Regions from separate parts of the Mus musculus genome. Here region 1 is linked to region 2. The links are chromatin contacts, called in public HiCAR-type maps. All regions are on one chromosome and are shown on one strand. The core of a region is the stretch at or near the end of the contact, and the rest is flanking DNA. Distances in the headings are between cores, read along the strand shown.

Region 1 (5,102 bases), core at 279-2,778, 150 kb before region 2:
TTGGTTACAAAGTTCACACTCAAGAACTATGGAGTTGGGGGCTGGAGAGATGGCTCAGTGGTTAAGAGCACTGATTGCTCTTCCGAAGGTCCTGAGTTCCAATCCCAGCAACCACATGGTGGCTCACAACCATCTGTAATGAGATCTGATGCCTTCTTCTGGTGTGTCTGAAGACAGCTTCCGTGTACTTACATATAATAAAAAAATTTAAAAAAAGAAGAACTATGCAATTGAGAAACTAGAAAAAGTTACACACACAAAAATTTCAATATTTTAAGTAACTTTTAAATGTTGCCTTGGACTGGGGATTGGACTTGTGTATTTTATTGCAAAACCCACCTCCTTTCCAGGACACCCCACATGTTTTTGAGTAAATAAAGTCCCTGGGGAGAGGCACTCATTGCAGAGGCTTCAAGGCCTAAACAGATTCCATTTCTGACCCACAGTGAGTATTTCCAGAGTTGGGAGCTGACCAGAGCAGACTTGACCAATAGTCTGTGGAGTGTTACTCCCCAGTGTTGGGAGCTGATGGTCTTCTGGGAATGTGTGGAAGAGTGTCTCCATTTGCTATGGGTTCCTCTCGAAACTCATCTTGGAACATCTTTTTGTTGTTGTTGTTTCTTTTGTTTTTGTTTTTTTCCCAGACAGGGTTTCTCTGTGTAGCCCTGGCTGTCCTGGAACTCACTCTGTAGACCAGGCTGGCCTCAAACTCAGAAATCCACCTGCCTCTGCCTTCCAAATGCTGGGAATAAAGGTGTGTGCTACCACTGCTCGGTTATGGAATGTCTTGCTTTCCAAGGAAACATAGCAGGGGGACCCAGTATCCCGCACTCCCTAGCCCCGTGTGATGCCCAAACCAGGGCAGACTCCTCAGTAAATAAACAGAAGCGCTCAGGCATGCAAGCCAGTGGCATCAAAGCTGCAGTGCACCGAGAACACTGGAATGAACATCAGAGAGTGCAGACAACCCTGGAAAAAGCTTTCCCTCTTGTGATTCCCAAGAAGGCAAGGCGACTCTGGCAGATCTGCTCTCATACCAGCAGGGGGCGACAAGGACTCCACAGACACCAAGGGAGTCCTTGAGTGTGGCTTCTCAGGGGACAGTGATCTCAGCTAGCCAAGGGGCTTGCAGGGAGAAGGACCTTCAGGATTACTTAAGGAGGGACTTTCCTGCAGGTAGATTACTTGTGTAAACAGTTTTTCTTAAAAAGAAAATACCACAGACTCCTGGGCCGCCCCTTCTCGTCAATGATTCTGACTTGGGGAATCTGTAGTTTTCAACATTCCTTGGGTGACTCTAATTTTGAAAGGTTTAGAGGGAGTGACATCTTGCTTCCTCAGAAACGATCAGAAACGAGGACAGAGGCTGTGACCTTTAGTGACCATTTTTTGGAAGACTCAAAGTCATCACGGTCTGGCTTTCATAGCTTACTTCCCAGTAGTCCCTAGGGACAGGGATAGTGTGATGCCTGGGGCCGTGACTGGACCTTCTTTCTGCCCCTAGTAAGGCAGGGTTCGAACGCCCCTGACTAACATCCCACAGACCTAGTCGAGCTGCTTATCCATCTCAACTGGGAGCCTGGGTTATCTCACTCTATGCTACATGCTTTGATGACCTCATAATTCACACAGCGTGGTTTTGGGTGGAAATGAGACCAGCTTCTCTCTTGCTCATTGTGCCTGGAGCCTGGGACCGTTATACAAAGCCAAATCCAAGTGTCTTTGGGTGAAGGAAACTGACTCAGCCCAGGAGAGATGCTCTGTAAGAGGTGGTATCAAACGAACTCTACTACATTTTATCCAGGGAAGATACAGGTCTCTGAAGCTGGGCTCCATGCTGCATTGCTGTGAGGCCTCTTTCTGAACTCGGTGTACCAAACTGCACCCAAAACAGAGAAGCCAGGCCCCACTTAGCTCACATTTTCTTTTTACTACTGGTGCCTGCGGGCTCTGTGGCGCCGCCTCGTGGCTGGAGGGTATAATAGCACGATCGGACCTTCGGCTTAAACTGCTTATTCGGATATCATGAGCACACATCTTGTCTACGTTTCCCTATTTGTTTCTGTGTCCCAGGCCGAAAAGCTGTGAGCAACCAGATTTACAGGCTCAGGATTGTATCCGGGAGGAGGAGCCTGAGTAACTTTCTCCCACCCTCGGTCACCGTGATGGACGGCTTTGATCTCTCTGCCTCTGATCCTGATCTCTGAGCCCCCAGCCTGTTCTGTGTCCTACAGGCTCAAATTGATAACCCAAGTGAGTGGCGGGTTCCAGGATGAAGGTCCCTTCCGCTATTCTAATTTTTGCATTTACAACCCAGACACTGGAGGGCAAGGCAGGAGGTTTTCTGTAGTTAACCTCTTTCAAACAGCCTTCAAAATGGGTGAGTAAAGAAATATCCAACACCAACTGGCGTGTGGGAACTCTCCAAATCTGCCAAGCCCATGTGGGCCTGACTTAAGGCTCATCTCCTGGTAACTGCAGATGCAGTGAACTTTGGATGACTCCAGAATCCCATCCCGGGTTAAACTTTAGCCAGCCGTCAGGGTGGTAATTCGATGCACCCTCTGTTAAAAGGACCCTGAAACCTAACGCAGAGCCTCTGCGTACAGCGATAAGAGGCTTTGGAGGTGAGAGGGAAGGCATGTAGGCAAAGGATTCCAGTTGACAAGAGGAGTGCTTATCAGTAAGGAGAAGGGCACCAGGGTAGATTGCACTCAGAAATACCTGAAATTGTGTGACACAAGCCAAAGAAACTAGCCTTGAACTCAGAAGCCCTGAGCTGGCTCTGTCTAGCCTGGGGGTGGGGGAGGGGAAGTCTATATTTTATATGGATCTTGGGATCCTTGGAAGTCAATGCAGGGGGCACGTGGTGGTGGTGGTGGGGACAAGTCCCTAAGTTAGTTCAGGGCCCCACCTTGATACTAATCCTTTGAGTTAGAGAGTCTCCCTGGGTCTGCTCTCTCTAACACAAAGCTTGAGAGTGAGTTTTAGTTTTTAGACAGACTTGATTTCTAATCCTAACTCAGCCACTTTCTGTCTTAGTTAGGATTTTACAGCTGTGACCAGACACTATGACCGAGGTAATGCTTATAAAAACAACATTTACTTGGGGCTGGCTTACAGGTTCAGAGGTTCAGTTTATTATCATCCAGGCAGGCATGGTACAGGAGGAGCTGAGAGTTCTATTCTACATCTTCATCTGCAGGTTGCTAGGAGAATACTGGCTTTCAGGCAGCTAGGATGAGGGTCTTAAAGCCCATGCCCACAGAGATACACTTCCACCAACAGGCCACGCCCATTTCATCAGGCTACACCCACTCCAACAAGGCCACACCTCCAAACAGTGCCCCTCCTTGGGCCAAGCCTAGTCAAACCACTACACTTACTAATGCATGGGCCTTGCCTGTTATTTTACTCATTGTGATTCAGTACGGGACTCAAGTCAAGGGACAAAGGACTTGCTTTTTTCATGGGTTCCGGGGTCAAGCCCATGGTAGCTTGATCTCTTGGGCTCTGTAGAGCATCCTGATGGTAGGAGCCTGAGGTGATGGATAGCAAGCAAGGAGAATGTGTGCAGGCCCCAAGGCCATGCCCCTAGTGACTTACTTCTGCCTGACCCTCAGTTCTTTTCACACATCTCAACATTACCTCCAAACATCCGGGATCAATCCATTCTCTAGTCCAGAGCCCTCAGGACCCCTCTCGGACACCCCCAGAAGTGTGCTTCATTAACCCCCAGGTGGTTCTGTTGCTTGAGCCAATCAATTTGACGATCAAAATCACCCAGTGTTCTTGGGTAATTACCCACAGTGCTAGTATGAAGGTATTCCAGGTAGGAGGGCTGTCAGGACAGTTCTGGACTCTTGGAAAGAGAGGAACAAAGGATGCTTTGTGCTAGGGGAATGGCTAAGAGTCAGCTTGCTACCCCCCCCCCCCCACACACACACATCTTACCCTTCCAATCCCCTACTTGCCACCCTGGCTCATACTTTGCCTGCTCCACCAAACGGTTGGCTGCCTGAATGTTGCTTGTTTTCTTTAAGGATTTATTTACTTATTATATGTAAGTACACTGTACCTGTCTTCAGGCACACCAGAAGAGGGCGTCAGATCTCGTTATGGATGGTTATGAGTCACCATGTGGTTGCTGGGATTTGAACTGAGACCTTCAGAACAGCAGTCAGTGCTCCTAACGGCCAAGTCATCTCTACAGCCCTTCTTGTAACTTTGACCTAGACAGTGCATCTGGCTCTCCTTGTGCTTCCTCCAGGCAGAGGAGGGGCTGAGAATCCCCAGGTCAACTGATACTCTAGGAGGAGGCAAGGAGCAGGGTGAGAGAGGGCTCTACCATGGTCTACTCTAGGACAGCATCGTGAAGAGAGCTGTTGTGTGAACTTAATGTCTGCTTCCTTCAGATGGAGCTTCCCTGTGAATGATGCTTGGACCTTTGTGAGATCATCAGGTCAAGGGGCTAACAAAAAAAAAGGGAGGTCTATGACCCACAAGGTCACCCAGTGCAAATAAAGACCCTTCCTCCTCGCAGTCTTTATACTGGCTCTCTGTCCACTGCTTCCTCTACCCACAAACTCTACATTTCCAAACAGCCCTATGGGGGTCAGGGAGAAAACAGAACCTGTGGCTGGAGTCTCTGCCAGGCCTGAGGGCTGGGTTAAGGTAGAACACTGAGCTTACCCGGAAGAGATGATTTCTGGGAAAGAGACGTGGGTAGCTGCTTTCTGTTCTGATGATAAAATAGACAAAGAGGCCGAGGAATGGCTAATTAGAGGTCTTCAAGGCTGCCTCTAACTGTAAGACGAGACTCCTGGTCACTGCATGGATGCTTTGAAGACAAGGAAATGTGGGCAGACACCCACAGGCTTGGGAGAGGGTCATTCACATAAGGCACTGGCCTGAACTGAAAATCCACTCCTGTCATTGATGGAAATGGGAGAGGTGTTGGATGAAACAGGGCTGGGTCTTATTTCATCAATTTCCATATTTATGCTCTACTTCTGACTCCAATGTCTCATCATAGACGAAGAACCCAAGGGTCAAAAAAAAAAAAAAGTTCAGTGCCTGAACCAAGATTCTGACTCGGCTCT
Region 2 (4,871 bases), core at 254-2,753:
AAAGTTCTAGGTAGGAGTGGCTACTGGGTGCCGCTTCCCTCTCCGAAGTAGGTTACTACATTCATCAGGGAAATTTTCTGTTGAGTTATAATTACATGGCTAATTAAGAAAGGGATTATTAGCTATATTAGATATGCCATAAAGAGAGGCACATCATTTTTCTTTAATTTTGGAAATTCACCTTTTTTTTTCTTATAAAAATTCTCGCTGGGAAATTAGATATTTAGTATGTTTTCTTACTCCTCTTCTCTTACCTCCTCCCTTAAATAAAAAAAAAAATTAGAGACAGGCAATGTCTCCCTAAGTTCCCAAGACTGGTTTCAAACTTCTTCCTCAGTCTCTTGAGTGGTGGCATCTGGGTGTGTGCCGGCGTGACTGGCATTTCATTTCCAGGTCATCTTAAGTGAAATGAGTCAAATGTTTTGGTTTGTTTTCAAGACAGGGTCTCACTCTATAGCTCTGGCTATCCTGAATTCGTTATGTAGACCCTGCTGGTCTTGAACTCACAGAGACCAGACTGTCTCGGTCTCTCCAGTGCTGGGACTAATCGCGAGTGGGAGGGATGCTGCTTGAGCTTATATCTGCATAAACAAATGTCTCTAGGCACCACAGAAGTGCTCTACAAGGACAACTGAAGGTCGTCACAGCCACCATATTAATGCAAGATACCCAGGATTGCTTTTGAGTCAAAGAAAAAAAAAAAAAGAGATGGAACCAAAGACCATTATCTTTTATTAACTGCTTAACATCTGCCAAATGCTTTATGTCTCATTTAGTTCTCCCAACACTCCTGTGAGGTGGTGATGTACTCATTAAACGGGCAAGAAAACAGCTCGGAAAAGTTACATAAATTATTCAAAGTCCTGGAGCATGTTGGTCCCAACCTTGAACTGCAAGCTCAGGTCTTTTGACCCTGAATTCTTCTTCTTCTTTTTTTTTTCCCCCCTGAGGCAGGGTTTCTCTGTATAGCCCTGGCTGTCCGTGAATTCACTTTGTAGACCAGGCTGGCCTCTAACTCAGAAATCCACCTGCCTCTGCCTCCCAAGTGCTGGGATTAAAGGCGTGCGCCACCACTGCCCGGCCAACCCTGAATTCTTGTTAAAAAAGAATCTTCTCTACTTAAGATAACTTAACATCAAGTCAAATGTGTGTGTTTGTGTGTGTGCTTTATTCAACTTGTTTTGAGATTGTCACAGTCATGTCTCATGTAGCTAATGTAATGAGCCCTTACACCAGGCATAAAGCAACTCTACAGAACTTCATTTGTCCAGACCCAACTCTGTTTTCCAAAGCAAAGGCAAGGCAACCAGAAGGCTCCTCATAGTAGCAGGAGTTAAAATGCACCACAAAGGATTGCTCTGTCTTTTCTTGTTCCTTCCTCACTTCTGAGAACACAGACGTCACATGACAGATGCTGAACTTTGATACCATCTATCCTTAGACCTAGAGTGGTTAGGCATTAAGTAGGTCAGCACCTAAAAACAGGTCACCCAAATCAGGTGCTTGGCTAGTCAGCACAATGTCCCTGAGAGGGCTGGCTACCGTGTTTGCAGTGTTCAGGGTAACACCTGTGTATGAGTCTCTTCCTTCTTAACTCCATCACAGGAACAAGAGCATTGGCCTGTCCTGGTATTTTTATGAGGGATTGTGCCAGGTACCAAGCTTATTCCATGCATGTCTTTCACTAAGCCTTTCTCAGCCTTGTTACCTTGACCTCTAGAGCTGAAGAGGCTTTGTTGTGGGGGCCTGTCCTGCGTGTCTGTGATGGTTTGTATATGGTTGGCCCAGGGAGTGGTACTATTAGAACATGTGACCTTGTTTGAGTAGGTGTGCTACTGTGGGTGTGGGCTTTCAGACCCTCGTCCAAGCTGCCTGGAAGCCACTCTTCTCCTAGTGGCCTTCAGATGAGGATGTAGAACTCTCAGCTCCTCCTGCACCATGCCTGCCTGGATGCTGCCATGTTCCCACCTTGATGAGAATGGACTGAAACTCTGAACCTGTAAGCCAGCCCCAATTAAATGTCCTTATAAGAGTTGCCTTGGTCATGGTGTCTGCTCACAGAAGTAAAACTCTAGCTTAGACAGCATCTAAGGATAGTCAGCAGTATCCGAAACTTGCACTCACTAGCCACCTGCTGTATATCCGCTAATGGCCACAGCCAAGATTCTTGTCCTTATAAAGTATTGCTGTGGGGGCAAAGACAACCCACTCACTGAGAACTGTTTGGCTTCTACAGGCCTTTAGGAGGTAGTGCTATTGACCTAACATTATTGAAGGGATCATTGGCTCTGTGAAGTCAAAGGAAGATGTCTAAGCTACCATGATGGTAAGCTAACAGGCTCAATGGCTGTAGACCATCTTAAGGCATGCAGATGATTTCAATGCAGAAGACCACGGCAGTGCACGAGGGTTGCTTGCACATAGTAGATCACCTTAATGCACACATATAGCATTTATGCATGTTGCCCACCTCAAAGTATGTATCCTGCCTCAATGCATGTAGACAACCCCAATGCATCAGGCTACCATAATTCAGGAGACTACCTCCATGTATGCATACACCTCCCTGTGGGTATACCACCCCGATGCGTATGGATTGCTCAATGTATTTGGACTTCCTCCACTTCAAGGACTCTTACTCTTTGCATGAAATTCACATATTAATTTCATTGCTCCTTTCCCCTCCCCCTCCCCCACTCCCCTCCTGTATTCCACAGTGAAGATGGAGGAGTGGCAAGAAGTGGCCTTACATGACACATCACACAGAGCTTGTACGGGTCCCATGATCTTTTATTCAACAGATTAATTCCATTTTAATTGGAATTTTGGAAACTAATGAAAAAAAATTACAAGTGTAACTTGGTACAGTCTCAGGGTTCTTGAATCTGTCTGATTTAATTTTAACCAATTAGTGTGCCATTACGGAGGGATATTATGCTTAGAATCAATATTAAGCTAAACACTAATATTTTATTCAGTATTAAAAATTTATACAAATGGTAACACAAGTGCTTTCTCTAAGTGAGAGAAAATGCTTCCTTAGGGTGATTCCAGCAAGAGAGAAACTTGTATCTTTTTAGGAAACCATCGCTATTAAGTTTTATATAGGTTATTGCTTAAACGAAGGAGAGTTAATTTAATAAAACTTATTTTATTTTATAATATGTGAGTTTTTCAGGATATTAAACTTTCCTTTTCAGACCTTCAGTATAATCCTGTGTTAAGATGGTAACAGTCGATGCCTGTCCTTTAGGATCAACCTGAGCAGATCTACCTTTAACACTTGTCTTCATTTTAGGGTGCCATTTCTTTCCACCTTTTTTTCTTTATCTTTCCATTTGGGTTGTGTGGTGGCTAGTGTTAATTGTCAACTTGACAGAACCTAAAATGAGCTGGGGACCGGCTTGTAGGTATCCCTGTGGGAGATTATCTTGATTACTTTAATTGATGTGGGAAAACCGTGTAATTATCGTGAAGGGAACCATTCCCTGGGCAGGAACCTTGGGCTATGTAGTGTAGAGATAGTGTGTTGAGTACTAACTTGCATCCTTCCCTGCTGTTTTCTGCTGGCGGATGCCATGTTTCCAGCTGCTTCAAGCTCCCACTCTCTTGAGTAGCCTACCACAATGGGCTGTTCTTTGAGCTGCCAGCCAAATTAAAACTTCCCACTCTTAACCTGTTTTTCTCAGGATATTGTTTTATAGTAACAGGAAAAAAGTATTGCTTATACATCCTTTCTGATTTGTATATACTCCTAGGTTGGAATTTGAACCCAAATATGTCCAGATTCTGCTTTGGATGTCTTCCTGGCAAAGATGAATACATCTAGGTACCTTGGAGCAAGCCGAGGCACATACTGAACTAGACAAGCATCCAATAGCTGCTTAGAGATAGCTTTATTAGGCGTGATTTCTCACGGGATTCAAAGCTGTTTTCCTCTTAGTGTTCATTTCTAGCCTTTCACACTCCCCTGGGCAACATGCAGACCCTGCCTCCACACTGATTGCTATTTCTCCTGCTTACACAATTCTACTCTTGTCTCTTTGGTACGTTTTTTCAAGCTTCTGAGTAAGGGTGGACAGAACCATTTCTGTGGTATAAATCGATTATGGAACTTATTTCCCATCTTCTCTGTCAAATATTCGGAAGCTCTCTGGAAACTCTACCCTTTAAAACGTCCCTGACTTTGGGGATTATTATAGCTCACCTTTCAACCTTAGAATTAGAAGAATTTGGCATATATTTTTTTCTTTTTGGTGGTCTCCCAATTGGGCAGACAAGATCAATCTTCCTAACATGCCTTTTTATGAATCATGAAGGAAGATCGTCAGGTGGGAAGGTTGTAAGAGTGGGAGGGCAGGGAAGAACTGAGAAGAGGCAGGTCTTCTGGACATGTTAGGGTTGTGGTGCGGTCCCCAGAGGAGACTGCTAAGGCATGAGTTCACACCAATAGAAAGTCCTTATTAGCTGGGAGACTATACTAGGTGTTTCGGACCCCAGTGTATCACGGAGTCTTTCCCAGGGTGAGCTTTTAAGCACAAAACCATGTTCTGGGTTGACATACTTCAGTTAACAAGAAGTAGAACTACAGAAGCCAAACAGCAAAGTTAGTACGTTGAGAGACTTTCTCAGAGTTATGGACTTTGATGGATTAGCCCTTTGCTTCCCCTTTGGCAGGAGGTGCTGTCTACCTGCTAAGTTTTACAGCCTGAAGGGGACTTCCATCATGGAGTTGGTTGTGCTATGGCCTGGGGTCCTGTTACAACAAGACAGCTGTGATCTATGAGCTCACAGAAGGTGTGGCTACCTGCACACCATCAAGCCAGTCAGCAAGGGGCTGGGAAGAGCTCATGAGCTCCACCCCCCGCTCC

What was found. HiCAR-type assays count read pairs that join an accessible place to other places.
Region 1: a HiCAR-type map of kidney shows a contact between it and region 2, with 2.2 times the contacts expected there. The contact joins two enhancer-like sites. A contact is called at or near these places in 2 of 39 promoter capture datasets (the 3T3-L1 cell line and liver), 2 of 15 datasets of contacts at CTCF or cohesin (the NIH/3T3 cell line and large pre-B cells), 12 of 484 Hi-C or Micro-C datasets (B cells, Sertoli cells, bone marrow-derived dendritic cells and 6 more), 8 of 115 datasets of contacts at active chromatin or transcription factors (embryonic stem cells, fetal liver, fibro-adipogenic progenitors and 2 more) and 4 of 9 other capture datasets (adipose tissue, embryonic stem cells, liver and 1 more).

What each region holds. Positions count from the first base shown.
Region 1 is chr10:69,303,262-69,308,363 of GRCm38.p6, reverse strand. No RefSeq gene overlaps it. Among named protein-coding and RNA genes, the nearest start is that of Gm40685, 6.3 kb to the left of the region's middle. Within about 2 kb of position 1,528, at least 45 of the 459 cell types and tissues checked have an H3K27ac peak or open chromatin away from gene starts, as enhancers often do. A contact at or near this core is called in kidney, liver and pancreatic islet, where this site is marked.
Region 2 is chr10:69,157,678-69,162,548 of GRCm38.p6, reverse strand. It overlaps a transcript of Rhobtb1 not described here. Among named protein-coding and RNA genes, the nearest start is that of Gm33263, 8.8 kb to the right of the region's middle. Within about 2 kb of position 1,503, at least 15 of the 459 cell types and tissues checked have an H3K27ac peak or open chromatin away from gene starts, as enhancers often do. A contact at or near this core is called in kidney, liver and pancreatic islet, where this site is marked.